Regions from separate parts of the Mus musculus genome. Here regions 2, 3, 4, 5 and 6 are each linked to region 1. A link is a contact called in public Hi-C, HiCAR-type and HiChIP or PLAC-seq data. All regions are on one chromosome and are shown on one strand. Each heading gives the region's core, a stretch centred on a gene start, on an enhancer-like site or on the middle of the called end of the contact. The rest is flanking DNA. Distances are from core to core; before and after follow the strand shown.

Evidence for each region. Hi-C and Micro-C count contacts between places; a contact is called where the count stands out from the background. HiCAR-type assays count read pairs that join an accessible place to other places. HiChIP or PLAC-seq counts read pairs in DNA pulled down with a chosen protein or histone mark.
Region 2: a contact with region 1 is called in an H3K4me3 HiChIP or PLAC-seq map of forebrain, with 10 times the contacts expected there. The contact joins the enhancer-like site here to the promoter of Csmd2 in region 1. A contact is called at or near these places in 8 of 39 promoter capture datasets (embryonic stem cells, hippocampal neurons, liver and 2 more), 1 of 484 Hi-C or Micro-C datasets (cortical neurons), 8 of 115 datasets of contacts at active chromatin or transcription factors (embryonic forebrain, embryonic hindbrain, embryonic midbrain and 5 more) and 2 of 9 other capture datasets (embryonic stem cells and pancreatic islet).
Region 3: a contact with region 1 is called in a HiCAR-type map of astrocytes, with 3 times the contacts expected there. The contact joins the enhancer-like site here to the promoter of Csmd2 in region 1. A contact is called at or near these places in 3 of 39 promoter capture datasets (cranial neural crest, hippocampal neurons and liver), 1 of 484 Hi-C or Micro-C datasets (cortical neurons), 10 of 115 datasets of contacts at active chromatin or transcription factors (astrocytes, embryonic basal ganglia, embryonic forebrain and 7 more) and 2 of 9 other capture datasets (embryonic stem cells and liver).
Region 4: an H3K4me3 HiChIP or PLAC-seq map of forebrain shows a contact between it and region 1, with 4 times the contacts expected there. The contact joins the enhancer-like site here to the promoter of Csmd2 in region 1. A contact is called at or near these places in 3 of 39 promoter capture datasets (cranial neural crest, hippocampal neurons and liver), 3 of 484 Hi-C or Micro-C datasets (cerebral cortex and cortical neurons), 9 of 115 datasets of contacts at active chromatin or transcription factors (embryonic basal ganglia, embryonic forebrain, embryonic hindbrain and 6 more) and 1 of 9 other capture datasets (embryonic stem cells).
Region 5: an H3K4me3 HiChIP or PLAC-seq map of forebrain shows a contact between it and region 1, with 7 times the contacts expected there. The contact joins the enhancer-like site here to the promoter of Csmd2 in region 1. A contact is called at or near these places in 2 of 39 promoter capture datasets (cranial neural crest and hippocampal neurons), 2 of 484 Hi-C or Micro-C datasets (cerebral cortex and embryonic retina), 1 of 115 datasets of contacts at active chromatin or transcription factors (forebrain) and 3 of 9 other capture datasets (adipose tissue, embryonic stem cells and liver).
Region 6: a contact with region 1 is called in a Hi-C map of cortical neurons, with 2.8 times the contacts expected there. The contact joins the enhancer-like site here to the promoter of Csmd2 in region 1. A contact is called at or near these places in 6 of 39 promoter capture datasets (the HPC-7 cell line, cranial neural crest, embryonic stem cells and 2 more), 4 of 484 Hi-C or Micro-C datasets (cortical neurons and embryonic stem cells), 6 of 115 datasets of contacts at active chromatin or transcription factors (SST interneurons, embryonic forebrain, embryonic hindbrain and 3 more) and 2 of 9 other capture datasets (adipose tissue and pancreatic islet).

Annotation. Positions count from the first base shown.
Region 1 is chr4:127,985,816-127,990,560 of GRCm38.p6, reverse strand. Csmd2 (CUB and Sushi multiple domains 2) reads right to left here and starts at 2,517. Exons shown (of 71, transcript NM_001281955.1): 1 at 2,290-2,517. The coding sequence starts at 2,491. It also overlaps a transcript of CK137956 not described here.
Region 2 is chr4:128,448,665-128,453,409 of GRCm38.p6, reverse strand. It overlaps Csmd2 (CUB and Sushi multiple domains 2), which reads right to left. Exons shown (of 71, transcript NM_001281955.1): 27 at 4,132-4,323; 28 at 861-999. Among named protein-coding and RNA genes, the nearest start is that of Gm33656, 82 kb to the left of the region's middle. Within about 2 kb of position 2,304, at least 68 of the 459 cell types and tissues checked have an H3K27ac peak or open chromatin away from gene starts, as enhancers often do. A contact at or near this core is called in cortical neurons, embryonic forebrain, forebrain and 4 more, where this site is marked.
Region 3 is chr4:128,426,180-128,430,924 of GRCm38.p6, reverse strand. The region is part of intron 25 of Csmd2 (CUB and Sushi multiple domains 2); the gene reads right to left. Among named protein-coding and RNA genes, the nearest start is that of Gm33656, 100 kb to the left of the region's middle. Within about 2 kb of position 1,989, at least 33 of the 459 cell types and tissues checked have an H3K27ac peak or open chromatin away from gene starts, as enhancers often do. A contact at or near this core is called in astrocytes, cortical neurons and forebrain, where this site is marked.
Region 4 is chr4:128,397,352-128,402,096 of GRCm38.p6, reverse strand. It overlaps Csmd2 (CUB and Sushi multiple domains 2), which reads right to left. Exons shown (of 71, transcript NM_001281955.1): 22 at 1,627-1,796. Among named protein-coding and RNA genes, the nearest start is that of Gm33656, 130 kb to the left of the region's middle. Within about 2 kb of position 2,931, at least 14 of the 459 cell types and tissues checked have an H3K27ac peak or open chromatin away from gene starts, as enhancers often do. A contact at or near this core is called in cerebral cortex, cortical neurons, forebrain and 1 more, where this site is marked.
Region 5 is chr4:127,637,635-127,642,379 of GRCm38.p6, reverse strand. No RefSeq gene overlaps it. Among named protein-coding and RNA genes, the nearest start is that of Gm40255, 21 kb to the right of the region's middle. Within about 2 kb of position 1,994, at least 89 of the 459 cell types and tissues checked have an H3K27ac peak or open chromatin away from gene starts, as enhancers often do. A contact at or near this core is called in cerebral cortex, embryonic retina, forebrain and 1 more, where this site is marked.
Region 6 is chr4:128,268,510-128,273,254 of GRCm38.p6, reverse strand. All of the region lies in intron 5 of Csmd2 (CUB and Sushi multiple domains 2), which reads right to left. Among named protein-coding and RNA genes, the nearest start is that of Hmgb4os, 9.8 kb to the right of the region's middle. Within about 2 kb of position 2,169, at least 7 of the 459 cell types and tissues checked have an H3K27ac peak or open chromatin away from gene starts, as enhancers often do. A contact at or near this core is called in cortical neurons, where this site is marked.

The DNA of each region.
Region 1 (4,745 bases), core at 1,268-3,767:
AGGCAGGCCAGGAAGGATGGAGAGGAAGGAAACAGGCATGGACAAGGAAAACACACACACACACACACACACACACACACACACTCACACACACACACGTACATACACACAAATCCTCACAGTCCATCTCTCCAGCCCAGGGAAGTACTAAATGCCCCAAAGCACATTTCATGGTCAACAGTATGCAGAGATCACAAAAAGAATGCCTCTCCCATACCTCTCACACCACTTCCTGCCCACCTCCCTTCACTAACTCCATTTCCAAATGTCTGCTGCCTACAAGGCCGGATAGTTGGTGGAAATGCACAGGAAAGCTTCCAAAAGAAGTGAGCGCTCTGGGAGCCAGGTCTGGGCCCACCAGAGAGCAACTGCCCCTCCTTTAGACACACATACACTCCAACTTAGGTACCTACCCAAGAGACAACGACAAATGGATCTCAAAAAGGCAGCCTTCCAGCACTGCAGAATACTGTGCAGGCCCGGGTGAGTTGGCCTTTTTCTCTCCCCAGGGGCATGGCATACTCAAAGGGGCAGGGGCAAACCTAGCAAGGAAAACAAATCTAGCAATCCCAAACAAGTTCCAATTGGCCAAGGCAAAGGGGGCCTTTGCCTGGACAAACATCCAATGGGCCCCACAGCAAGTAACAACGGACCCCACAGCTCATGTGATAAGTCTTGGTGACCAGAAGCATTTGGTGTGAGCGGCCTCCCGGTGGGTGTGGGTGTGCGGAGAGGCCTAAGCTGAGAGAGGCACGCGCACCGCGGGCGCCCCTCTCTGGGTGTCAGTGGCTATGACTTCTTAGGATTACCTGAGAAAGTCCGGTCAAGTAGGGATAAACAGACAAGACTGTCTTGGGGAGCCCTCCCTGACAGGAAACCCCAACACTGAATGGTTATATGGTGAATGACAACGTCTGATGGGACATTTCACAAGATGCTGAAAGCCAGAGAGGGCATGAGAGTTTTTACCACACACTGGCCAACCACGGGAGGGGGCACACTTTCCAAGAAGCGCCAGGGCTTGGGGATGGCCCAGGACAAGGCTTGAGAGGCTCAACCTGTGGTTTTAAAACACCAAGCAAACAAGCAACAACAACAAAACCACTACTGTGGGGCGGGGTGTCCCGGCTCCAGGCCCAGGCATCAGGTGCTTCGGGTGTTCTTCCCCAGCGGGTGTCAGCATCCAGTAAAGTGAAAACGCAGCTCCAGGCATCCCCGTTTGGACCGGTCCCCCCACGGGCACACGGAACTTTCTAGGTTGTGGCTAAGCATCTGAAGGTGCCGTGGGTAAAGTAGAAGACCAGTTGAAACCAACAACCTTTAGAGCAACTGGGCTCACTAAAGGGTCCACATGCCTCTCTCCCAGGAACTGTAAGCTGCAACCACACATCCATCCTAAAGTCCCGCGACTCTCCACACCCTTCAGGTCTGTCCGGGCTGGCTTAAGGAGATCGAGTCTGCCACCCGAGCCACGGATGCCGCAGCCCAGGCGTTTGGCTGCAGCAGGGCGCGGGAAAGGGCACTTTGGCGCGGAGTAGGAGCCAGTAGAGGGGATGTGTCGGCACGGACCCTGGCAGTGACATTCCCCCTCCTCCCTCCCCACCCGGCACGACCTCCTCCTCCACCTCCAGTGGTTCAACCCCCCTTCAGATCTTCACATGAGCCCTTCAAGAAAGATTGCACGGACCCCCGACCTGGGCGCGCGCCCACCTGCATCCCGCCCCCAGCCCAAGCACCGAGGGGGCGGGCGGAGGGCGTCTGAGGAGGTGGGTGGTGACCGCAGTCTCAGGGCTGTTTGGGCGGGGGCAAAGGCTTTGGTCGGAGAAAATGGGCGGGGGCAGGGAAAGACAGACCCTCCAGACGCGGAGGGGGCGCGCCGAGACTCTCCAACCCCCAGGACGGGTGTGCCAGGCGGAATGGGGAGAGATGGGGGAGTATGGCTCTGGGAAAGTTTATCCCGGAAAAGCTTGGCATCTTGGGGGGCTGGGAGACAGGAGAAACTGAAGCCACAGTCCAGGTGGCCCGCAACCCATGGAGGGGGATGTCTGTCTCCCAGGCCCCCCATACCGGCCGGATCCGGCTAAGTTGTAGCTGGGGTTGGGGACATCCATGAGGGTAGAGGTGAGGATGTGGTCGAAGATGGAGTAGGTGATCTGGGCAGACAGAGAGGAGGATGAGCAGCAGGGTGGGTAATCGGAAGAAGGAAGCCAAGCCGAGGTGGGGGAAGGGACTGGGACCGCGTCGAGGTTGGGTGGGCTCGGGTGGGGCGGGCGGCGCGGTCAGACTCACCCGCGGCAGCCGAGGCACTGAGCAGCCCCCAGCCCAGCAGCAGCAGCAGCGGTGGCGGCGGTGGTGGCGGCGGTGGTGGTGGCGGCGGGCGGCCCCAGCGACTCCCGGTACCCGGCACAAGCGCCCAAATCCCGATTTCGCCGCGAGCCCTCACTGCCGGGCAGCCGCAACATCCTTGCTCCGGTCCCCGCGAGCGCGGCATAGCGCGGCCAGCAGCCCGAGGGAGAGGCTTCGCCCGCCGCCGAGGAGAAAGGAGGTCAGGAGAGCTCTGTAGCTTTTTTTTTTTTTTTTTTTTTTTTTTTTCTTCCTGCTCCGGGAGGGGGGGAAAAAAATCCCGGTACGCGGGAGCCCTGAGCTTCTGCGGCTGGAATGAACCAAGTGTCCGCCCGGCCGGGGAGAGGCGCGCTGCGCTCTCGGAAATGACTCGCTCCAATCCCGCTTCGCGGGGTTCGCGCCGGGGGGCGGGGGGGGGGTGAATTATCCCCGGATTAATCACTCCGGAGCCGCTTCTCCGCCGCTCCAAATGCTGGGGGTGGAGGCGCAGTTAAGGAAAAAAAAAAAACTGGATGGGGGGGTGTTCTTCAGCGCCACCTGCACCCCCTAATAAACCACAAATTACATCTAAAGGGTTGTTTATTCCTATTTGTTCTACAATTGACCAGTTTCTTTTAAGTTCAGTCCTCCGGTTTTCATGTAAAAGATCACCATCAGTACATCCCCTCCCGTGTACACACACACACACACACACACACACACACACACACGCACTCACGCACAGAAACACACACTCTTGCATACTCAGGCACACACACACACGCCTCCTCCACGTTTGGAAATGGGAATACTGTCTGGGGAGAGGTAACCAAAGAAGATTGCAGTTCCCCGGAGTCGTGGGTCTTGCGAGAAAATCTTGGGTACTGGCTTTGAACTTGTAGTCTTGGGTCTGGGGAGGACACTCTGGAGCTCAGCTAGCTGTAGCCCACCCCAGGAGATGGGTTCGTGGACACAGAAGAAGACAGGGTTAAGAATTGAAGGGTGAGTGAAACAGGAGGGGTGGGGGTGGTGAATGGTCCCTTCATTCAGTCCAGGGCAGTCCTACCCCTAGTCTAAGACAAAACCGCAGGGATGTATACTGAGATTGGGGGCGGGAGCGGGTATGGGATTGATGGAAGTGTTGTGTACGAGTCCCTTGAACAATTTACCCTCTAATTTAAGTGACTGGACTCTGCTTGTCCCCCATACCCACCCAACCAGGGCCCCAAACCAGATGAGTTTCTCCCAAGGAAGTGAACCCTTATCTTCTACAGGCTGGTAGCGGCTGCCTTCAGACCCACAAGGGCGCAGCGTAGTTCCCCCCCACACACACACACACACACACCAACCCCCCTCCGCCTCAGCAGCGGTCTCAGGCTGGTCTACCCTAGGCTGCTCTGCCAGTCACGAGGGCCCCTTCGTTGCCTACGCCAAACTCTTGCCTAGGGCGAAGAGACGCCTAGGGAGATGAGGGAGGCCGGAGAGGACCGCGAGCAACATGGCAGGGGGAGAAGGCTCCGCCTGGCGAGCGCAGCGTAAAAGCACCTGCCGATGTACATCCCACCCCACCCCCCTCTGCCAGAGTCACCCAGAGAGGCAGATCTTGCGTTTAGGCAGTCTGGCAATCAAGTGATTTGGCCAAGCTGGCGTTCTGTCATCCTGGAGGCTCAGGAGCCCGGGAACCCTGATGGCGGGCGGCGAGGCCGGGACATTTCCTGGGAAGGGTTAAGAGAGGGACTTCAGGGTTGGCAACTTGGGTTAGGGGGTTTCTGCAACCCAAGTTGACCAGCTGTCGGCGGCGAGCCTGTGAATTTCTCAGGAAAGGCGTACAATAGGGCTTCGGGGTTCTGTCTGGGATTGGAGTGGAGGGGGATATGGAGGAGGAGTGGACGCTACTTCTTATTCCCACCAAAAACTTGCTCCACAGAGCCACACTTTCTCAGAGCGCTTGGTACGAGTCTTTCTCTTTCTGCCCCAACCCCAACCCTGGCGGTTCCGGTTTCCCTGCATGAGCTCATCCCACAGCTGGGGAAGGCGCCTGGTGGCCCCCGGAGTGGGTATGGAGAATCCTGTGAATCGCGGGTCCCATTCCCCACCCCCATCACACTGGCCCATCCCGACTCAGTCTCTCTGAGTGCCAAGAACCAACTGAAGCGGCCAGAAAACCTCAGTGAAAGGCCTGCTTTATATGCCTAGGGTAGCGAGGAGGGGGCTGTTCGTTTCTCATTGTCCAGGCCCAGGCCCCCAAAGAGCTCAGCTAGCTGAGGTTGGCTGTGTCTTCCCACCAGCCCTGCAGAGTGGGGGAGGATATGGTGCTGTGGCCTTCAGGGGTGGGGAGTGGGGGTTGCTGGCTGGCTGTGTCATGCCAAGGGTACACGCTAGACCCTTCTCCCCCCTCCTAAGCAGGGTTCTCTTCCAGGGAA
Region 2 (4,745 bases), core at 1,055-3,554, 460 kb before region 1:
CAAGTCGAGGCAGGAGGTAGTAGCATGAAGATGGAGATGTGGGAATTTGCTGTCATGTGTACATACGTACTATTCAGTGGTCACCTATACCATACACCATACAGTGGTCACCTTTGGACATTGTTCCTTCAAGAGCTATTCACTTTGTGTGTTGAGAGAGAATTTCATCACTAGCCTGGAGCTTGCCAAGTAGGCTAGGCTGGGAGCCTCAGGGAGCTAGCTGCCTATCTCTGCCTCCCCAGTGCTGGGATTACAACCATGTGTCACCGTGCCTGACCTTTTAAGTTGAGAGACTTAGACTTGTGTGGCAAACACTGACTGAGTCACCTCCCCAGCCCATGCTGGAGTCTTTTATCAGAAAAGTTCCTAATGGGTCTGTTGGGGTAGTAGCCAGGCTTAAGTAGTCCGGAAGGCCACTGGAGGGAGGAAGCAGGGAAGGGATAGGGCAGATCTATGGAGAACTGCCTGGGAATGGAATGAAGGTGTGAGTGCACGGGTTAGGTGGAAAGGTCACGGAGACCTGCAAAGCTTCAGGATGGAGGGAGGCACTGGGGAAAGGGCCAGCCAATGTGTTAGGACATGGAGACCCAGGTTAGGGCTCCTTTGTGTTTAGCAGCCGCAAAAGTGTAAGAGAAAGAGTGTTAGCTGCTTTGGAAACTATTGCAAGAATCCTGCAGACACAGGTCCCGGGGCAGAGAAGACATTCAGTGGATGCTGGAGCCCCACCCCTCATCTCTGACTCTCTTACCCTTGGACCTGAGAACTCTGCCACACACCTGTGAGGACTAGCCTGGCCACCCAGGTCCTCAATCCCGGAGGTCTCAAACCCCTTGGTGTCCCAGCCCGGGAAAGGTACATACGTGTTAAATACCAGGGCGATGACGTAGTCTGGAGAGACGGTCACTTTCCAGTCACACTCCTTGCCTGGTGGGTAGGGTTCTGGGTAGTTTGGTGACAGAATGACTCCTGATGGCCCGGTTAGGTCTCCCCCACAAGGAGCTGAGGAGAGAAGGCGAGGAAAAGTCTGTCCCCTTTACTTGGTCACTTAAAAATAGGCCATTTTATACGATGTGCATTTCACCTCAGGGGGAAAAAATAAAACAAAACACAAATAAAAAGCCCATTGTTGTTGCTGATGTTGAGACAGGGTCTTGTGTAGCCAAGGTTGGTCTCTAATTTGCCATGTGTAGTGAAGGATGAGTTTGAATTCCTAATCTCTGCCTCTGCCTCCCGAGTGTTGGAATCACAGGTGGTTTGCCACCATGCCTCATCTGGCATGATGCTGAAGATGGTACCTAGGGTTTTGTGTATGCTAGGTAAGCACTCTTATCAACTGAGCTGAATCTTCAGCTCTCAATAAATTATCTTAAGAAAAAAACCAAAAAAACAAAAACCAGGTTCTTCCTGGCTGTGACCTTAGGGAAATTACTTAACCTGCATATTTTTCTCTTGTGTTAAAAGGAGGTGATGTCTCCCTTAGGGGGTGTCTGTGATGCTTAGTGGAGAGGTCTCATGGTCAAAATGGTGTCACCGTCGTCTTTCAGGAATATGAAGTATGTGCCATCTTCTCACTGTCTTATGAATTCAGGAAAGCCTCGTGGGTGTTTACTGCATCTTCCTTGTGCAGGATATCACAGCGAGTGGAAAACACCATCATCTTTGCCTGCCAAGCACTATTGGTCTCCTTGGCTGCCAGCTCTGCTGGCATCTGTTTGGATCCCAGATGCCTTCCAGCTTTACTCCTTGCCTAAGGATGAGCATGCCCCTCATCAGGACCAATGTGCTGCGATTCCTCCTGAGGGTCCACAGTGGCCACCCTCTCCTGTGCTGGTGGACTTCTCAACAGATGGGGAGGATAGGGTACCCAGGGATCCAGCAAGCTGTTTTTCCCAAGGACCTCCTTCAGCCTCTAACATCCCAGGCAGCTCACTGCATCCGGGATGGGGACAGGGATGGGGGTGGGGGCTCAGGATTTCACACCTCAGCTTTGACATGACTTTTGCCCAGATGACCCCTAACACCCCTTGTGGAGAAGCCAGACTCAAACCCAGGAACCAGAGTTCTAAGCTCATGTGCTGACTTCACCGGGAATGGGGCTAGAGCTAGCCTGGCATCCATCACAGACAACGTTTGACAAATATTTGCTTCCTCTCTTTGTTTCTCTCCTGTAAGGCAGGGCCATCAGGGCCAGCTAGCTCTGTTCATGGCAGACTGCCAAGGAGCTGGAAACGAGGGGCTCATCGCTGGGATTTCCAATCTGTTTGTGAGAGGAGGCGCCCTCCCCGAGGCCATGTGCAGAAGTGTGTGCCATGAAAGCTGAATTAACCTCACTGGCCTGCTCAATGCCCAGCTGCAGCCTGTCAGCCCGGCCCAGCCCAGCTCTTCCTTCGCAGGGTGCTGGTGCAAGGACTTACTTTTTCTGGAAAGTATATTAAGAGGGTCACAGCCTTGTGGGACAGGGGACACTGAGAGGGGACACAGAGGCCTCTGGGTGCTTCTCAACAGAACCACTCCCCATCCCGCATCCCCACCACTGGAGTCCGGTTCACTGCGAGGAAGGGAGCACAAGGATTTGAAATAGGAACAAAGAAGGGCATTGGGGGCAGAAAGGAAGGGGGACAAGCATCTGAGGAGATGAGGCCTAGGTATCTTGTCTCTCTACTATGCCACCAGGGAAATGTGCATTTTTCCCCTCACAGGCGAGGATCCCAGGCTAAGACTTGAACAATTTCCACAGTGAATGACAGATCCTCAGCCCATGTTTGGGTCTGATTGTCTGCACACCCCACTTCTCCACAACACTGAGTTGGCTCCAGGGTCTCTTTGGTTCGTGAGCTAACCCCATTTCCACCAAGGAACTGGATCCAATGTCTTGCTTTCAGAACCACATCCTAGAGTTGGGGCAAGTCAAGGTCAGACGTCAGATATCAGGGTGGCCCTTACCGTGGAACCTTCCAGGGTGAACACAGCTGGGAGAGGTCTCAGGAAGTCCCCTAAGTCTGTCTCTAGCAGGGAGGACGCATTGGTGGTGGGAAAGCAGGGGTTTTGTGCTCAGCCTGGCGTGGGCGGGAATCTTGGCTCTTGTGTTTCTTAGCTTTGCAATTTGGGACAAGATATCCAAATTTTTCTATTTTGGTTTCTGTAGCTATAATGAGGGAATGGTACTAAATTCAGGGAGCTGCAGGGAAAAGCTAAATGGGGTTATCTAAGCAAACTTCTAGTGTGAGCCCAGCACACATTCGGACTCAGTGGCCATCGTCATCGTTCCTCTCCCCCCCGCCCCCCTTTTGAGACAGGGTCTCTTTGTATACATAGTCCTGGCCATCTTGCAGACCAGGCTGGCCACAAACTTAAGAGATTTGCCTGCTTCTGCCTCCTGCATACTGGGATTAAAAGTGGGCACCACTGCTGCCTGGCTGGTCTCTCTACTCTTCTGTGTCCACCAGCCATGGGCACAGGAATCAACTGAGTTCATCATTTCACTCGGGGAACAGAAGAACTGAACACATGGGCATGTGAACACCTGGGGCATGTGAACACCTGGGGCATGTGGGCACCTGGGGCATGTGGGCACCTGGGGCATGTGGGCTCCTGGGGCATGTGGGCACCTGGGGCATGTGAGTATTATTATTACTACTGTTATTATTAAGAGCCTTGATCTGTTGAATGGGGAGATTTTAAGACAAAGGGTAGATCGCAGGAACCCTAATCCAGGCAGTCAGCAATTCCCTGGGAGAGGGAGAAAAGTGTCTTTCCTTTGCCCCTGGAATCTGCTGATCTTCTGACCTGGAATTCAACTTAGACAATAGGCTGGAGACAAGAGGACAGATCTGCCTGGCTCAGAACTCTCTGAGATAATTTTTTAAAAGTTCATGGGATGTGCGTGTGTGTGTGTGTATTTGTGTGTGTGCGTGTGTACCTGTGTGTACCTGTGTCTGTCTGTGTGTCTGTGACTGTGTGTGCATGTTTGCATGAGTGTGTATAGGAAAACTGGGTTTTCTGCATCATTTTGCTGAACCATTCTCCTGGCCCCAGGCTCAAAAGGCAGCTAGCTGCCTACTGTGTAGAGGAGCCTGGTGCCCACAACCCCAAGACTGGAGAGAGGAGCAGATGCCTGAAGCTGCTCTGTACCGATGCACGTGGGCGGGCTGGGCTGCCAGAAGAATCGGTTCTGGATCTTCACGCAGCTGATCTCTGCGCTCCCCTGCAGAGCATAGCCTGGGTCACACTGGAACACTGTGCTATCACCGGCTTCCCAGCTGTCACCACTCCGACTCCCATTCTGCGGGACTCCCGGGTCATTGCAGGAGGTTGCGGTGGACACTGAGGCAAGAGAACAGAAGAGGGAGGTGACAGTGTCTGCCTGTCAGCCAGGCTCACAGCTCATCAGCTCTGCTGATCATCATGCCCTTGACAGTGACCACTAATAGAGCTATGTCATTGTATCCACCAGCCTGACCCATTTACATCACTGTCACCACTGGACCAATACCTCACTGTGACCACTGGGCAGCTAACACAGTGGTTCTCAACATGTGGGTCACGACCCCTCTGGGGCTGCATAGCAGATATTTACATCATGGTTCATAGTAGTAGCAAAGTTACAGTTATGAAGTAGCAACAAAATCATTTTATGGTTGGGGTCACCACAAGAGGAGCTGCATTAAAGGGTCGCAGCATTAGGAAGGCTGAGAACCACTGATTTAGTAGCAGCAGATGCATTTTGGAAGTTTGGTTGCATTGCT
Region 3 (4,745 bases), core at 740-3,239, 440 kb before region 1:
AGGCAGGCAAGAATAGACACAGGGGCCTTAGCTGCAGGCCAGCAGTGACCCCTCTTACGGTGGGGCTTGGTGAGAGCCAGGAAAAGACTGGTTACGCCAAGTTACTCATGTTCTCAATGAAGATTTCCTTCATCCTAAGGAGATCAAAGTCTGTAGGTACTCATCGGAGCTTCTGATCAATGGAGATCAGCCCAGGCCCCCAAACTTGGCCTATCTGCCTCCTGTAGGTGAGAGATGAGTCCCGTCTGCTGGCTTTTAGAGGACTGGCATGGGTTTGAAGACGCATCAGTACTGTGATCCCAGGTGAGGAGGTACTGGGATGAGATGGTACCTCTCCCTGTGGGTGTCATGCCCATACACGCATGTACGCGCTTGCTTGCCATCCATAGGCCATCTCTTGGAAAGAGGATGAGGTGTCTGTAGTGTGTATAACCATCTTCCTTCAGAGATTTCAGACTATGCAGAGCTGACTCCTCCCAGGAGCCTGCTGCTCACGGAAGGAGACACCGTAAAACACAGTAAAAAAACGTGCCATACACAAGACACCATTGAAATGACAGAGGGAGAAAGTGCTAAGTCTTTGCAGACTGTCTCTCTCCTTGCGTGCTGGTTGCCTTGTAGGTGCTTCCCGTAGCCTTGTGGAAAGCGGGTGGGTTAGGGCCTCACTTCTGCCATTTTGCAAAGGTTTGGAAGTGAAGTCCCAAAGGGTTCCACTGACTGGACAGTAAGGAAGGGTGAGGAACCCATGTTGAAACCAGATCTTCCTGGGCCAGGCCCGCTAAGCCCTTTCCTTAATCTCTTCTAGCTTACAGACACAAAGAGAGCTTCAAGGTGGTCAGGAAATAGTGCAGTTTATACAGATCCATGAAGGGAAGACAAGCCAGTTGCCTGCTTGAGCCCAGGCTCCCTCCCACCCCATTGCCTTCTCTTCAAGGGCTGGGGAAGCTTCCAGGCCAGACATCTGACCCCATCTGCTGCTGATCTCTATGGCCTAGTACTGCCTGCATCAAAATAGCCAGGAGGGCTCTGGACTGTTAGTGTCCCTAACTCTCAGGGGAACTTCCATGCAAAGCCTTCTGGAACTCCTCAGCGCTCTGAGGCTGAAGGAAAGCTGAACACACCAAGCTGCCAGACGCGGCTCCCTTGGCTCCCTCAGCGGCTCCTCTGGAGCCACTGACCATAGAAAGGCATGCAAACCGGAGGGCAAGAGAAAGCAAACACTGTGGTGACTGAAGCTGTTGACTTCACACGCCCGCCCTCTGACTTGGAGGAGGCAGAGGCAGGAAAGCACCTCAGGCCTTGTCAGGGACCTGTTACCACAGCGTGAACCTGACAGACCCTGTGGGGTCCCGCATGGTGAGAGATGGATCCTGACTTCAGGGAAAAGTGGCATGTTCAGGAATAGCTGCAGGAGGGAGGGGCTCAGAAATCACTCAGACCCCAGATGAGAATGCAGCTTAACGGATCCCCCAGGGACACAGAAAGTGAATGGTGGGGGTGGGGTGGGGTGAGGGAATCATGCTCGTTCTGAGCCCTTGACAGCAAACTCGCTATTAATTACGCCACCGAGATAGCAATACTTGACTCTGGAATTAAAGTATCATGCGATTCAAAGAGTCACTGCTGGGCAGACAAGTGGAGGCTCCAAGCCAGCAGAGCTGTTGGGCGCTAGCTTTGAGGCTTTGGTTCCTGGGGTCAGTTGGAATTCCGTTCTCTTCAAAAGTAAGGAAGTGGAACTGGGTGGGCTGCAGGAAGCGCTGTGGTCTTCTAGGCTGGTGACTGCTGTTTTGTTTTGTTTGTTTGTTTTTGTAGACTTTTAGCCCAGGTTTCCCTCTTATGTGCCAAGTGACTTTGGACTAGGAGCCCTCTTTGCGTTGTTGCCTGTGAGGGACTTGCTAGTGAACGGCTCAGCTTCCAGAACTGTGAGTCATATGTGTTTGTAGCTCGTTGTCCTTCATTTATGCAGCTTGTGGCTGTCACTTGGCGGCGTCACGCTCCGCTACTTTTCTTTCAGAACTCGGACGCCGTCACGTGCTCCGTCAGCCTTGGACTCTCTGGCTTATCTCCTGCGTGGATGCTTTTCATTTCTTGCAGGGCAGATGCGGCCACTGTGGATTTTAATTGTGATGATGTCATTACTTTCTTCACCTCCCTGATTGGTTGCCATCGTTTTCTTTCTCTCTCAGGAGCTCTTCTCCTCCATTAACCTGGCCATCTCCACATCTTAGAATGAAACAGCACAAGCGTGTACGGGGTCTGTTAGAATACCTACTGTCTATTCTGTTTGCATTTTTTGACACCCTGGGGTGGAATCAAGGGCTAAGTATCCTAGTTAGCATGAATTATCAACTTGACACAGCCTAGAGTCATCTGAGAGGAAAGCCTGCACTGAAGTCTTGCCTAGATCAGATTGGCCTGCAGGCGTGTCTATGGGTGACTGCCTTGATTATTAATTGATGCAGGAGGGCTCTGGCCATGGTGGCTGGCACTATCCCTAGGCAGGGAGTCCTGGGCTATAAAACAAAGCTAACTAAACAGAAGCTCATGAGTGAGCCAGAGAGCAATCTGGAAAGCAGCTTCCTGCTATGGCTCTTGCCTTGAATTCCTGCCCTGATTTCCTTCATTGATGCACTGTGACCCGGAAGTGTAAGCCAAAGAAACCCTTTCCTTCCCAAGATGCACTTGACCACAGTGTTTCATCACAGCAACTGCATGAAACTAAAACACTAGGCAAGGGTTTTGCCACTGAGCTGCAACCCCAGTCTTGGTTCTTTATATTTCTTTCTGTCACCTGGAGTATTAAAAAAGAAACAAAAAACCTTTATTTTTTTAAAAAAATGGTCCCGTTTCTTTAGAGAAACAGTTATTCATTTTTCTCATGTGCGCTGTTCTTTATGAAACATCCCGTGCATGTATCTTATTTGTGCATTATTATTTTTAATCTGTCCCTTTGAAGGGAGAGATCGCTACAGGTCCAGTGTGCCAGCCAAGAAGGCAGGTGGTGCTAATTCCCCTAAGAGACATTAGAATTCGCGCCCAGATCCTAGGCTGGCAGCCAGAACAGGGTGTGTTCTGCCTAATTCAACTACTCAGGGTGGTTTGGCTGGCTTATCATACTTGGATAATTTGAAGTAGTTTGTGTTTCTTTCTCTAGAGGCAATCCATGGAAATGAAATCACCAGGGCACACTGCTGCACTTAAAGTCACACTTAGAATATTTATATATTAAAGCCACATTAACACCAAACAGGCTGGCTACCTCTTTTCCTTCAGAACAATGTTCTGGCTCTTTCTGGCCATTTCTTGACTCATTGCAAACTTAAGGCTTTTCAAGCGATGCCTGCTGGGTGTGCTTATCCGTGCGGTTCCTTCAGGTGGTTGCTCTCACTGTGCAGCTACAGGGACCTCCTCTGTTTAAAGTTTAACTCGCCGTTGCTCTTTTAAAAAGCAACCTTCTGGAAGCTGCTGAACCCCAGGTCAGTATTCCTGGCAAGATCTGTGAACACAAGCCTTGCTTCCAGTGCCTTCTGCCTCCTCCGGGCCAGCTGCCCGCTTGCTGGCTGACTGCTGTGGAGAACAGCTCTGTACTATGGTAGATCTGAGACTGCAGCAGGGGATCCGGGCTCGCAGGCACAGCCAGGTATTTTGTCTGGTCCGGCATCCTCCCAGGAAGACAAGTTCCACTGAGCAGGGAAGCTGGTTCCTCAGAACCTCCTCTTGGCAGCCCTGCTGCTGGGTGGCCAACAGCTAGAAATGAGGCTCACAGCTTACCTTCACCTTTGTCACAAAGAAGAAGTCCTACTGGTTAAAACTAACAAAGTGCTTCTTACTGGCCAAACAAAAGGATCACAGCTCTATGAGTATTAGGCAAATAATCAACGTCCAACAGCAAGAAGGTCCTCACTGTCCATGGGTCCCAGACCCCTGCAGGAGGGCACACCTATAAAGGGCCATCATCTGTGCCTTCCTGCAGCTGCACTATGTAGTCCTCTTTTCATTTGGAGTTACCTGTCCCAACTGTACCTGTATGCAAGAAACTCTCTTCCAAATGTTACCACGGTTGCCAAATGGTCATACTAGGGCCTTCTCTAGTTTCCTAACCAATTTCTATCCTGAGTTTCTACTGTTGATATTCCTGAAGCAGTGAGGTCACCTTCTCAATTTAGATTGTGAGCTCTTTAAGCATGGCTTTGTGCATCTATGCTTTCCTCTATTTTGTGAGTCTGCGAGGTCCTGCCTACCAGCCTTCACAGTAAACAACCTACTCTTGCTGTTGTTGTGTGTAAGATCTAGGCATATATTTGTATTGGTATGTGAATGTATGTGTGTGTGTGTGTGTGTGTATGAAAGGGTATTGTATTGGTATGTGTATGTGCATGTGTGTGTACATGGGCACATGTGTGGGTACAGAGGCCAAGGATCTCTCACTGAACCTGGAACCTGATAATTCTGTAGATCAGCTGGCCAATGAGCTTCAGTGATCCACTATCCCACAGCACTGGAACTACCATGACTGATCTTCACTGCTGAACCTGTTTCTTACATGAGATCTGGGGATCCCAACTGAGGTCTTCATACTTGTGTGGCAGACACATTATCCACCGACTGTCTCCCCAGCCCCACTTCCTCTGCTCTTAAGTACAGCAAGAAAAGTGGTTTGTTTCTAAGTCCTTGCTTCCAAGTGCCACCTAGAAGCATGACCCAGATGGGTCTACAGTCTATAGTGTCACATTAGTCTGGAATCT
Region 4 (4,745 bases), core at 1,682-4,181, 410 kb before region 1:
AGAGTAATGGCCTTTGGCTGTTCTGAATGTTCCTCATGTCGGTATTTCTCTGGCTGCTGAGAATGAAATCGTATTAGGATAAGCTAGTAAAGTTCCTTGGCTTAGGATGAAACTGACTAAATCTGGGCAATGCTTTCCATATAATCCATTTTATTACTGCAGGTCTTTAGTACATTCTCCAAGTTCAACTGTTTATTACCCACACACGAATTCCCTACACATTATCAGCGGCTGCCACTTAAGCACACACAAAGAAATCCAAGACAGATGTCTCTCAGGCTCTTAATAACTCCCTCTATCATCTGAGCCTTGCCATTTCTTTCCCTAATGAGCTTGCTTCCTTCAGCCCATTGACACACAGAGGCCATTGTTACAGTGATGCTACTGCATGCTCAAAGCATATGTAAGCACATGTGCACAAAGCATGCTGATGTGCGGTGCAGATGCAAGTGAAATAGATGTACCAGGCCAGACACACATTCACAGACATGTGGAAATGAACATAAGAATGTACATACCCAAACATGTATACACATGTACCATATACACATTTACATACATTTACACACATTTATATACTACATATCCCAAACATGTACACACATAATAGACATACATGTGCTCACACATACACTATCCACAAAATATGTACAGAGGCACATAATGTCTATACAAACAGTACATAGACAATACACCTAACATGTACATATGTGTACTTACATATACTCTACACAATATATACATACATGTATTCATATACTGTATACAACATATATACATGTGTTCTCATAATATACTACATATGTAATATATATGTATGTACATGTATGTATACATACCATAGACATGCACACATGTTCTGTGAGCTCTTAATTGTTCTGATTTAAGGTCATAGTTTCCAAAAAACTGATCCATTGACTGGTTCAACTGACTTCATCACCTTTTAAAAAAAGTGTGTGTGTGTATGTATGTACACACACATGTAATATATATATATATATATATATATATATATATTATATGTATTACATGTGTAAATATATATAATTTATATATATATGTATAATATATATTACATGTGTAAATACATGTTTTGTGTGTCTGTGCATGTGGGTATGTGCTCGTGTATTGAGTGTGTGTGGTGGCGTCAGTGGCAGATGCCTTCCACTGTAACTTTTCTACTTATTGTTTAGAAGCAGGGTCTCTCACTGAACCTGAAACTTACTGAATGGCTAGGCTGGCCAGCCAGAATACTGCTGTGCTCCACACTGATGGGCTTTCACACTGTGTGGACACAAACTCCTTATGCTTCCTCAGCAGGCACTTTACTGACTGAGCCATCTCCCCATCATTTGATCAGTCCACTCATACATCTGTGAGGGCAGACAGTTCCTAAGAAGTGTTAACCCACACCTCGTACCTTTTTTGGTCTTCTTGTCCTCCCAGGTGAGAATGCCCACCAGGACTCAGGGGGAAGTGTTGGTCTTCTTGTCCTCCCAGGTGAGAATGCCCACCAGGACTCAGGGGGAAGTGGGGACTTTGGGCCATGCACACAGGGACGGATGGGGAAGAAATCACCCTTTGCACATGGTTACCTACACACCGTAGGAAATCAATTGCCATTACCTTGAGGAGGTCTCCTTCAGCGAGCTCAAATGCCTTGGCTTTAAGCTGAATCCCCTTCCCCGGCTGGGTCTGGATGGAGTAGATACACTCGTGGTTGTTATTGTAGTTCACAGGAAAGTTGGGGGACAGCAAAGTGCCCTGAGTGCCTGTGACTGAGTTCCCACACTCCGCTGGAACGACAATTAGAATATCCACAGATTAACCCACTCACACAGAAAGCTCTGCATAATAACTTCACGGGTATGCTGAGGCTGTCTGCTTGCCCACACTCTCTAGGACAGCCTACCAAATTTTTACCAGCTCTAGCCTGCCTACAGTTCTGCCTGCTTTCTTCATCTTTCTTTCTTTGCTTGTCCCTTTTCTGTGGAAATAGAAAACATATCACTGGATGCCCTCTTCTTTCACTGCGTTAGTTTATAAAGCACTGGTCCCTTACATCTGTTGGTATCATAGCAACAGAAGGATGTTAGAGAAGGAGACAGCCAAACCTAGAAAGAGGAGAACTTTAAGTATTCAAAGACAGGGACTAGGAAGTAATGAGACTGAATAATAATCACTAGCCCTTACAGGCAAAACACCACAACCACTTTACCAGGGTCTCAGGCAAGAGCCATGAATGCCAGACTATTGAGGCAAGTATAAGCCTTCTTTCCTAGTTTACATAAGTGTCGATACATTAAGAGGAAGGGCTGGGAATGCTACCACCTTGGGCCTGTGTTAGGGGCCTGAGGCTCTGAGAAAGTTTTTGCACAGGCCTATCAAACCTCTGCATCTTGCACCAATCAAGAAAACCATCTTGCCTCTGGAAACCGTGTTTCCTCTCCTGCAGAAACAGTCTTTTCCACTCTTCTCAGGCCTGTGTTTATAGAAGGCATCACACATTCTCCTTACGTTGTTAGTATTTCCACCCCCTTCCCTGTCTTATAATTCCTTGGGGAACTGTCACACTTCCATCTCTTCTACAAGTGGGTAGTGCCTGGCTAACTCAGGCTTGGTGGCAGGGCATAGCTGGGGGGGACCTCTCTAAAATTACTAATTGTGAGGCTCTCTCTGTAACTCCCTGTGTTAAGGAACCTGCCACATTATTCCCTGCTTGCCTGTCATTTGTATTCATCTCCTAGCCAAATTCTGAGCTACATGAGGCCCAGGACCACGCTTGAAGAAGCTGTACATTTCCAAGGCTCACATCTGTAAGATAAATATTTGTTGAGTAAACGGATGAATGGAGGAATGTGGCCATACTCCGATCTCAGAAGAGGCATGGGGCTAAAAATAGTCAGGTTCCAGAAGGATGGAAACGGGAGTCCAGATGGCAGGCTCATTGCTTGTCTGGACAGATGGGCGGTTTGGAGCATGTCTCTGCGGTGGTTGGTGGCACAGCCACTTTCCCCTGCCGCTTCTCTGTGTCCTTACTCTTGGCTGGAAGGACCTTCAGGTCCACTAAGAGGCCACTAGCCAGCTCTAGTTCCCCTAAGCCAGGAGTGTGCTAGATGACACCCACAGGGCACATAGAGACCTTCAGAACAGAGTCTCTATGGTCTTTGTCATATGCTTGTCCCCAAAACTACTCTTAGTTCTTTGAAGGTAGACATAGTCACCACTAAGCACCACTAAGTTTCTAATTGTCAGCGGGCCCTGTTCCCTGGCCCCTATTCTATTCTCTGCTTTAGTTTCCCAAGACTTTGGATAGGACCTTGTTTATCTCAATGGAGACAGGGTCCCTTGAGTACTTGACACAGCCAGTGAGCACAATGAACAATATCAGATAAATGTGCCAAACTGGGATGTAAAACTGGGATGTAAAACTGAAGGGGAAAGGTGGGTGGACACAGTGGGATCACAGCTGCTGACAGTCTCCAAAAGCATGTTCCTAAAGGGCATAATTCCTGGGTGCCCTCGGATGAGGCTTGGGCAGCTGCTGAAGGCTGTGCACAGTTTAACACAATGGAGGCAGAGAAGTTATAGCAGCTCCCTGGGCGCTCTTTATCCGGACCGTATCCTCTGAGACTGGAGAGTGAACATGTAAGGTTTGATGTATGAAACGGGGAAAGCACAGAGGGAGTGGCCCACATGGTGGACATTCACTCAGTGTAGCTCTTCCTCTTTGATTGCAGCTTATCCGCCTCCACTGGGTATCCTATCTGCTCTGGGGCTATCAGGGTTCTTATGGGAAAGTTCTAGCTATCAGGCTCACGATGCCCCAACTGCTTCTCAAGCCCCTTGCTCCTTGCCCAGCTCATGACAGCCGCCTTCCTCAAACATGGTCTCTGGCAGAACTTTAGACTGTCTTCCCAGCGCCAGCTTCCTGCATTCCAGCTTTTTGTCCAATCTCTGGCCTAGCAAGACTTCCCTGTCTTTCCCATTCACCCAGAACACCCAGGACTGCTGTGTCTCCGAGGCGGCCAGTCCCTGCCCAATGGCAAGGTCCTGACTCCCTGCCAGAGCCTTGGTTCTAGGTACAAGACAAGGGACAAGAGGAGGAAGGGATGTGACACTTGCTTCTGGGAGAGTTTCCAAAGAGGCAGGGGAGATGAGCAGACGCCACAGGAAGCCAAACATGGGTGTAAATGGAAACAAACCAGCGCTGCAGAGAAGCAAACAGGCACATGCCCAAGAAAGAACCTCTGCTGATTCGGACATCTGTGACTTCTGCCGCTCCTATCAGACGAGGTCTCAGGAAGGGCAGGGGCTGTATTTTATCCATCAGTCTGAGGCTCCTGAGGGGGAGGGTTAGGTCTTCTCCGTCACTTTGGGGCTTCCAAGGACAGGACCGCATCTCTTATTGCAGACTGGGGTTCCCTCCCAGGGTCAAGGCTGTCTCTTCCACATCAAATGCAGGCGCCCCTGAGGTCAGAGGCTGGATCACCCTGTCACACCATGTTTTAGAGCTCGGGGCTGTTTGTACACTCCGTGGCTGGGAATGCTCCTGGTGGCATAGAGTGGGCTAAATCATCTAAGTGACGTCTTACGGTGAAGGTGGCAAGCAGAAGCACCCCCATGGGTGGGCAGGCCTGCCATGACTCTGGCAGTAGTCTCTGCTGCAGGGCTGGTTGTAATTAGAGGTGATTATAACCGCTGCGTGTTATTAATACCATGTGAAACAGAAGACAAATGCAATA
Region 5 (4,745 bases), core at 745-3,244, 350 kb after region 1:
CTTGATACGGATACAATGTTTTGACAGGAAAGGAAACAGTTTATTCCGGGAAGACACAGAGCAACCTGGAGGCATGCTGCGCTTCTCTCATGGCGTGACTCCAAGATGCAAGGTTTTGAAAAATATTTTTCACCTGTCTCCGGTTGACTCTGTAGATACACAACACCAGCAGATATCGAGGGGTGACTGTGCTTGTAGCCTCGTGAAGACGAATGAGCTGGAGCCCTATGCATGGTCACTAGTGATTGCTGTCGGCTTCAGCCCTCACCTGGCCAGGTGCTGTGAGCCACTAGGGTAAGGAGGAGAAAGCAGCAGGCAGCTGGGAGAGGTCCATTGTTAATGTTGCTGGAAAAGGGCTTTCTCCGTTCACCTGTGCTAATAACTGTGTTCGCTGTCGATGGTTGACTTATTGGGATGAAAATAACATTCACGTTTGCACACCATAGTGCTGAGACTTGCTGAGTACCTACTATGTGCCTGGCCCTGCATAGTCCTGGGCCTCACATGGAGATTGCCATAACAACCAGTTGCTATGCAGAAACCAGAGCTTGGAGATCACTCCCTGGACCAAAGTCACTTAGCTCACAAACTGAAAACCTCAGCTCTCCACCCATGCCAGCTGACTTCACACTTTTATTTCAGGTAATCACTGGAGAATAAAGGTCCTAGATAAAGACTCAATCTATTCTCGGACATTAAGGACTCGTAGCTGTCTATTCTTTGTTCCTAAGCCTTTCCTCTGCTTTGTAAGCAGTCCTGCATCCTGCTCTCTCGCAGCATACTGAGCCATTTCCCTGCTCCCCTCCAGGGCTCAAGCAAACAGGACTTAGTCCAGCTTCAGTTCAGCATGCTTCCAGGATTAGCTCTTCCTCCCTCAAGCTGCAGCCACCACCACAAGAACAGCAGGCTGCAGCGCTTCTCCTTTAGCGAGGGTCCAGAATAATACCTGGTTGGTTGCTAGAGCTATGCCAAGCCCAGCAGAACCCCCAGAGAGCCAAGGACGGTGACCATGGCCCAGCAACCCTCACATGAGATGAGCAGAGGGTAAATGCTGCTATAAGGCATGGGGTTTGACAGCATCCGGAAGAAGATGTGGCCACAGGAAACGCTGCTTAATGCAGACATGGTCTCGAGGGTGGGGGGACGGACTAGGTAACCTCTACTGTGGTGGACTGTACAGGGGGGCATGACTCAAGCCCACCACTTTAGAAAGCAGTAGCACATTTGGTCGTAAAGTAGAGCTGGGGCATTTTTGTTCGTAATTAGTGATCTAAATATATTCTCTAAACTGAAATCAAAATAACGATGGCCCAGAGAAGTCTGGGGTGGGGGCGGGGGGAGCAGGGCCATGGTATGCTGAGTTTCTTGTTCCTGGTGGGTGGCTGTAGCAGATGCAGAGAGCAAGCCCAGTGGAACACATTTCTCCCCAGGGAAGAACAGCCTGTGGGCTGGGCTCTCTTTTCCTGTGGGTGGGAGAAGCCACCTGTGCACACACAGCTCTTTGGATCTATTTTTTTGGTTGCCACGTCGTCTCAACCCCTCTACATGACAGGTTCAGTATGAAAGCGCCCCTCCTCTTACAGGGAGCAAGCAGAGACCCCAAAGTCGGGTTGGAACCCCTTTTACTGAGGCAAAGCTCCAGCAAAGGAAACCTGGGGTTTACAAGCTGACGGCTAGCCACAGGGAAGGCTCAACTCAGCTTCACAGAGGCCTCTGTGTGGACCAGGAGACGGGGTGGCTCTTTGTGAGCAGTACCGTGCGCAAAAGTACAGTAGAGTCTTTGCTGGGTGGCAGTGACAGTGCCAGTGAAGGTGACTGTGCCCAGTTCTGTGCCCAGGCCTGCCCCTGAGCGCTAGATAATGTTTCCTGTCACTATAGTCCACGCTTCCAGTGACACATGGCTCAGGCCTTTGCACCAGGCTCCTGAGGTCTTTGTGAGGCCAAGAGAGGAAGGGAATGCTGGGGCCACTTCATTAGACTTCTCCTATTGGTCTTTGGCCAGCTGAGATCTGGGGAAAGGCTGCAACCGGCTGAGAAGTTTCCATGACAACGGCAGGCAGCACAGCTCTAGAGGCAAGGGGGTTGGGGAAATGGGAGAGGCCATGAAGGAGGGGGAATACTGGTGATAGGGGAGTTGAGATGGGAGGAGGGAAAGGGAAGGAAAAGAGGGAGGGGGGGAAACAGAATGAACAAGAGAGTCAGAGGAAGGGAGGGGGCAGAAGAGGGGACAAGGAAGTCAGGAAGTTGAGGAATGGAGGATAATGGGGAAAAGGCAAGAGGGATGCCTGAGGAGAGGTGTATGGAGAGGAAGGAAGGATCAAGAAGAAGAAATGGGGAACAGGAAAGTCATTGCTCATAATCCCAATCTCACAGTCCAGGAACATGAGGAGTGCCTGTATCCTTGAACGCTGTGACTTGCCCACATCCAATGGCTGACCAGGTCTGGAACACACAGACCTGGCTTCGGAAGGCCAGTGCTCCAGTCACTCATGTCCTGCTGGCCACTGTGTGTGGAACAGCAAGGAGTGTCCAGAACAAGTTATAGAATCGGAGAAATTCTATGTGCTTCTGGCTCCAGGGGCCTGGGCAATCTGTTTCTTGGAGGACTGAGGACTGAAGGTAGGGCCTTGAATTTGCTAGGTAAGCACTCCAGTACTGTGCAACACCCACAGCCCTTCTGATACTTTGTATTTTGAGACAGGGTCTAACCTTATACTCACTTAATAGCTCAGGCTAGCCCAGAACTTTCAATCCTCCTGCCTCAGTCACCTAGGGGTGTGTGTGTGTGTGTGTGTGTGTGTGTGTGTGTGTGTATGTGTGTGTGTGCAAATAGACAGGGGGTGGGAGGACGGCCTCAGATGTCATTCGTCCAGAGTTACTACCTTGTTTTTCAAGACAAGAGTCTCTCAATGGTTTGGAGCTTGCCAAATAGTCTAGACCTGCTGAGCATGGAGCCCCCAGATCCACCTGTCTCTGCCTCCCCAGTGCCAGGATTATTGGCACAGACTACCACTCTGGCTTCTCTACATGGATTCTGAGGCTGGAACCCATACTATAAGGCAAGCACTTTACCGAATGGCCAGTCATCCACGTACAGTCAGAGAAATTTCTTAACCACCCAAACTTCAGTTTTCTGGTCTTGAGAAACAAGGAAACAAACATGATGGTTGTTTCACATAATTGTGAAAATAACTAAAATAATACAGTCCCAGTTTGGGAAGATGCTGGTGGGTTTCTCTGGGTTCAAAGCCTGCTTGGTCTGCACAGTGAGTTCCAAGACAGCCAGAACTACATAGAGACTCCATCACAAACAAACAAACAACCACAAAACAAAACAAAACAAAACAAAACAAAAAAACCCCAAAACCAAAAAAACTTGGAGAGCCTCAGGGTGAGACATTGTAAGCAATTTATAAATGAATATTATTTTGTATGTGTTACCATTAGCCCTGTCAAAAGCATTGTGTGAGACTCCATTTCCTCATATATAAAATGAGACAATCCCCTGCCTCAGACAGCTTTTGAAGTGCATTATTGTACATGCTTACTAACTGTTAGCCAGCAATGTGATGTTTTTAATAATAATACTTTATGGGGTGCCTGGTACTTTTTCAAAACACATTCTATAACGTCCCTTCATTTAACTCCAGGATAGTCATCAATAGCGGCTATCAGAAGTCCCTTCCCACTGACCCTACATGCAGTTCCCATCTCAGCACCCATGACCCCATCAAATTCCAGATTGTTCCAGAAACAACCCTTCCACATAGGCATCACCCCCACTTTATGATTGAGAAGTCACAGGCACTGAGGGTAAAGAAATTTGCCTTAGAGCTCGGACTTGCAGGGAGAGTGACCGGGACAGGGGACAAGCAACTTGTCACAACTCATCACACCGGTGATTTCACCTCCAACCACAATTCCTTTTTCCCTTAAATCTAAATTAATTTATACTTTCACAGATACATAAAAAAATTAAAAGTACATTTGCTAGAGTGTTATGCACAATGCTTGGTGTCTGTGCTGTGTCCGTCGAGGGAGGCAGGAAGCAGCCCTGGCTCCTTGGGGTGCCTCACTCACTTGTGATAATGCCCTGGATGTACATAAGCCACTAAGGTGCTAGGCGGGCTTCCTGAAGTGGTGTGGAGCCCAGAACTGTGTGAACACACCAGAAAAAAAATCACAGAGTGAGTGAGTGACCGGTCACTTCTGGACATGGAACTACAACTATCTACAGGAGCTGACGTAGCTGGCTTAGCTGGTTTTCTCTTTTTTGTTTTTCATGGGAAGGTGAACTGCAGATATTGCAACAACAATGTCCCCTGCTCTCTCTCTCTCTCTCTCTCTCTCTCTCTCTCTCTCTCTCTCTCTCTCTCTCTCTTTCTGTCTGTCTCTCTCTCCCTCCCTCCGTGTGTGTGTATGTGTGTGCGTGTGCGTGTGTGTGTGTGTGTGTGTGTGTGTGCGTGTGTGTGTGTGGTATATGTGTGGTGTGTGTAGCATGCTGTAGTGTGTGTGAGTGTGTGTGTCATAGTGTGTATGTATGGTATGTGGTGTACTGTGGTATGGTGTTTGTATATGTGTGGTACATTGTGTGGGAGCTTGCTGTGGTGTATGTGTGTGTGTGTGTGTGTGTGTGTGTGTGTGTGTCTACCTGTCTGTCTGTCTTGGGGGAGATTTGAGGGAGAGAGTAAAGACAAGCATGGCAAAGAGAAATAGGATGGAGAACAGAAGTTAAGAGAAACATG
Region 6 (4,745 bases), core at 920-3,419, 280 kb before region 1:
CCTCCAGGATCCTCTTTAATTTTCTTCCTTCTTAGAATCATAATTAAAGGAGAGAAACACAAAGGGAGAGGCTCCCCCTTCAAACCTTCCTGTCCACATTACCTTCTCTCTGGGGGGCCTGGGGAATTCCAAGCTTGCCCAGTAAATCGCTACTGCAGTACTACATAAAACGTTATCTAAGCAAGTATACGTGAGGTTGTTTTGTTTTTTTTTTTTTTCTTTTTCTTTTTGGTAAATTGACTTCTGTTAAATGGGGCTTCATTAATGGAATCTAGCTTGGGGAGAATAAAAAAAATCACTCCCTTTAATGCTCCAAGTTGATTGGAGGAGGAGGGGGAGTGGCAGGGTGAGCTCGGCCTTGCTCCCAGCGGCAGGAAGGTGCTCTGTACGAAGCATTTCTTCATGGAAGCCTCTCCTGCAGTCTGGATGTTCAGGCACCGAGAGAAGCCCTGTCCAAATGGCAACAGTGAGTGTCTGGGCACTGCTGCCTGGCAGCGGAGACACAGGAGACTGGTTTAAATGCCAGCCTCCCTGTGAACTGCCAGTCCTATGAAGACAAGCATGTATCCAGTCACCAGACATGCAGGGGGCAGGGGCACTGTGTCACGAGCTGATTGGGCAGTCCCTGTCTCTGTGTAGTGCCTCTCCCCTCACAGTTGCTGTATCTGGCAAGAGCACCCGTGACCCCTCACATGAGCCACATGGGTTCTGAGCTAGAATAACCCTGTGAGGTTTGGGCTCCAGGCCATTCTGCACCTCAGACTCTAGTGTGAGCCATCCCTCATCTCCACGGCAGGCCTAGGAGAGGGCCGGGGAAGGGGACAGGTATAACTCCCCACCCCCTCCTTCCCTACCACCTGTCAGGGGATGGAGGGAACACTGTGGCACAAGCAAGTTAATCCTTCCAGAAAAGTCTTAGTGGAGGGACAGACCCACCAGGTCCAGAACTCAGCCCAAGTTCTCTTACATCTTCCCTCCCTGGCAGCACCTACTCGGAGTCCCTGCCTCTGAGGTTCCTCTACCCAGAATGTCTTCCCTGCTGCCCCATCTGATGACCTGGCATAATGTCACCTGTCCTATAAGCCTGGTCAACTGTTGCCTGCTCAGTGTGTCCCCTCTGTAGCAGGGTCACGTGCCACCATCCTAGATCTACTGTCTTGTAATCATCTTTGGACCTGATGCTCTCTCCGCAGCTAGTAAGGCAAGCTCCACATGGGGCAGGATGGGAGCTTCTTTGCCTATCTCCAGCCCCACTGAGGGATACATTAGTAACAGAATGTGGCTGCCAAGCAAGGCTCAGTCTAGTTCTGTGGATACAGTTTCACCCTCTGGAGAGTCACAGCCAGGCCCATCCATTTATTTGCACACTGTCCACTGCTGCTGTGTCTACAGCACTCTGTCATGCCACAGGGAACACCTTGCATTAGGGATGGGTAGAGGCCTACCATATGAGAATCCATGGGTTCAATGTCCATAAAATGATTACAGGGTACATATCTATTGGGAGGTCGGGGTGGGGCAAGGGAGTTCAAGGTCGTCTTTGGTTACATAGTAAGAAAGCTTTGCTCTGTTGTTTACTGTCTGGTCCTTTGCTTACTCCCAGCACACCAGCCTCACAGATGATGTCTCTAAATTAAAGCTGAGGAGGGAATCACAAAAGGACGAATTTGTGCCTTAGACAATTTCATTACCACGTGACTAACTTAAACGTATATGGAATTGCCAGTTAGTTTTGCATAGAAGTAAGCCTTTTCCCTGACCACAGACTTTGTGCCCAAGACTTTGGTTGTATCTCATTTAAGTCACAGCAGGCACCCAGGCAACAAATATTTACTAACTGGTACCAGGTACCAAGATGGCATTCCTGATCCGAGGGAGAGAACTTTGGGGTGATTGCGCCCTTCGAATTCTTCTTAGAGCCCCTCCTGTTCGCAGAGTCGTTCACGAGTATTCGATCGGGTTCCCATCGTGGCGGCTGTATTTCCTTCCGCACTCGTATCTCATTCGTTTATGTGATGTTTAATTTAAATCACATAATTACAATAACAAATATGACTCGCGCTGGGAGAGCTGGCAACAGACCCAGCCGATTCTCAGAAAGTACGAGGCCCAGCTGGAGGAAGTCAGAGCACAGGGGCGGGAGGGCAGGGTGGGAGACGGCTGGCAGGCGGCCACAGGCAGCAGGCAAGAAGCTCGGTTACCACTGTGGGAGCACCAGAACGTATGTATGTGGGGAGGATGGATGGTGTTCACATGGATGTGTGTGTGTGTGTGCATATGTGTATATGTGTGCATGTGAGTGTGTGTATCTATGTTTATTTGTGTGTGTTTGTGTGCATGTGAGTGTGTGTGTCTGTGTGTTTTTGGGTGTGTTTAAGTGTACATGCTCATGTGTGTTTGTGTGTGCATGTGAGTGTGTGTGTGTGTGTTTGTGTGTGTGTGTGTGTGTGTGTGTAGGTTAACCTCAGGTGTCATTCCTTGGGAGGTATCCACCTTGCATTTTGAAAAAGTTTCTCTCATTGGTCTGGAACTAGCCTGGAACTAGCCAGTGAGTCCCAGGAGTCCTCCAGTCTCTGCCTCTCCAGCTCTTAGGTTACATGTAGCTGTCACCGTGCCTGTCTTTTTCACGCAGGTTCTGAGGCTTGAACTCAGGGTCCTAAGTTGGAGCAGCAAGCCCTTTACCAACTGAACCCTGCAGCCCGAGGATGCTTGCACTCTAATGTATATGGGGACCAACAGATGAGGAACTAAAGCGATGACTTACTGCCGTGGGTACCAGGGCTTTCCTAATTATATTCCCTCTGCAGTCAGAAGTGGGAGCATGAGGAACTGATCTTAGATTCCATTCCAGAAGTCCCTTGGGGTCTTTTGGCCTGATGCCCACCTTGCATGAACTCCCGGGCTAGTTACTTTTATACCCAAGCTAGAGTCGTTCTGGAAGCGGAAACGTCTGCAAGATTGGCCCGTAGGCATGCCTGTGATGCATTTTCTTGATTAATGGCTGATGTGTGAGGTACCACCCATTGATTCTAAGCGCTGTAAGAAAGCAGGCTGAGCAAGCCGTGAGGAACAAGTCAGTAAGCAGCACTCCTTCCCCAACGGCCTCAGCATCAGCTCCTGTCGCTAGGTCCCTACTTTGAACTCTTTCCCCATCTTCCCTGGACGGTAGGCTTCAAGCTGTAAGATGAAATAAACTCCTTTCTCCAACTTGTTTTAGCTGTGGTTTTTATCACAGAAATAGAAACCCTAAGACAGTCGTCCGTCCCTTGCTTGGAATGTTTACCGTAATGAAAAATTCATCTCCTCGCAGTTCTCCCTGACCAGCTTCTGCTACATATCCTTGTCCCAGGCCCCAGCTACTTCTTCTCCTTTGGGAGGCGGCAGGGGTGGGGGTGGGGGTGGGGGCAGAGAGCATCAGCAACAGGAAACCCATTCCTGAACCCTTGGCCTCGGTTGCTTCATTTTCTCCTGGGCCTGTTTCCCCAGACTGAAGGAAGCCACTATCTCTTTCTTGCTTGTCCACCATTCCTCAGTACATGACAAAGTATTTACCACAAGGGGCAGACTCACTGCATTCTGCACAGAAGCAGCAGGGACCATGATGTACTTCTATGCAGGGTGAGGACCCTGCTGGTGGACGCACAGGTCACGTTGTACCATGGGGGGCAGGTGACCTGCTGGACAGTATGGAGGGTGCCAAGTCCCATGCTGCGTGCATCCTGGTCTTAAGAGCACCACCCACTTGGACCAGGAAGACATGGGTCACCACATTGCTCTGGGCTTGGCTGTTCCTCCCATTCACTCAACAGCTGCTGGAATACCTTCCCAGGGGACTTGCCAGATGCTGGCGACCCCAGGACACCAGCGGCAGAGTCTTTGTTACTATGGGCAAATGTTTCTGTTTTCCCACAAGCGGCCTCATAAACTCCACAAATGAGCAGAACTTTGCAGTTCGGCTGATTGTTAGCTCCAGGGAGCCCCCCAGCCGCATCAGGCAAATGTTTTTCCTTCAGATTCGTGGCTCCCAGGAGGATGTGTCTGAACCTGGAGCTTGGAGGAAAAGGCCCTGGGATGAGTCTGTGGCTGGGGAAGAGCTTTGCTGTTGACGTCTGGGCCTTACCTCTTGTGCGGCAGCACACTAAGGTTTTAACGGGGCTGGACGTAGTTGTGGTCTTGCATCCCAGGTTCAGAGCTGAAGGGCTGGATGTTTCTTGCCTGACATACAGAATGTGTCCTGGGATGTTGAAGTCATTTAACAGAGAACGCACTGGGGGCACTGTGTTAGGGCCTTGGGGATGGGTCCTCAGAAATTTTTTTAGCGATGCTGTCCACCTCTGTCTCCTTTTGCCTCCAATCTAAGTCACAGGGTCCCTAAGCACTAAAATGCATCAAAGGCCCGGCTGTGTCCCTCAACCTGTAGCTCCCCAAAAGGATGACCCTATAGATCTATTACATGACAATTCTCAATAGTCAACTGGGTCAGAGTGCTCATGTGACCTAAGCTAGGTCAATCAGGAGATGGGTTTGAGGTTGCTTGCTGGAGAGTAGTGGGTGTTCACTTAGATGAAGAGGAAGGGGCCCCCCACAGCCTAGTTCTATGAGTTCTATGAATAGATGAGGTCCTAATGTATCTTCTTCTACTTCTACCCTGCCCCATGCACATACAAGATGTCCTAGGCTACATCCATTAGGTCTCTTCTAGTCCTGTTCCAGACTGGCCTGGGCAGCATCAGAGCAGATGTACT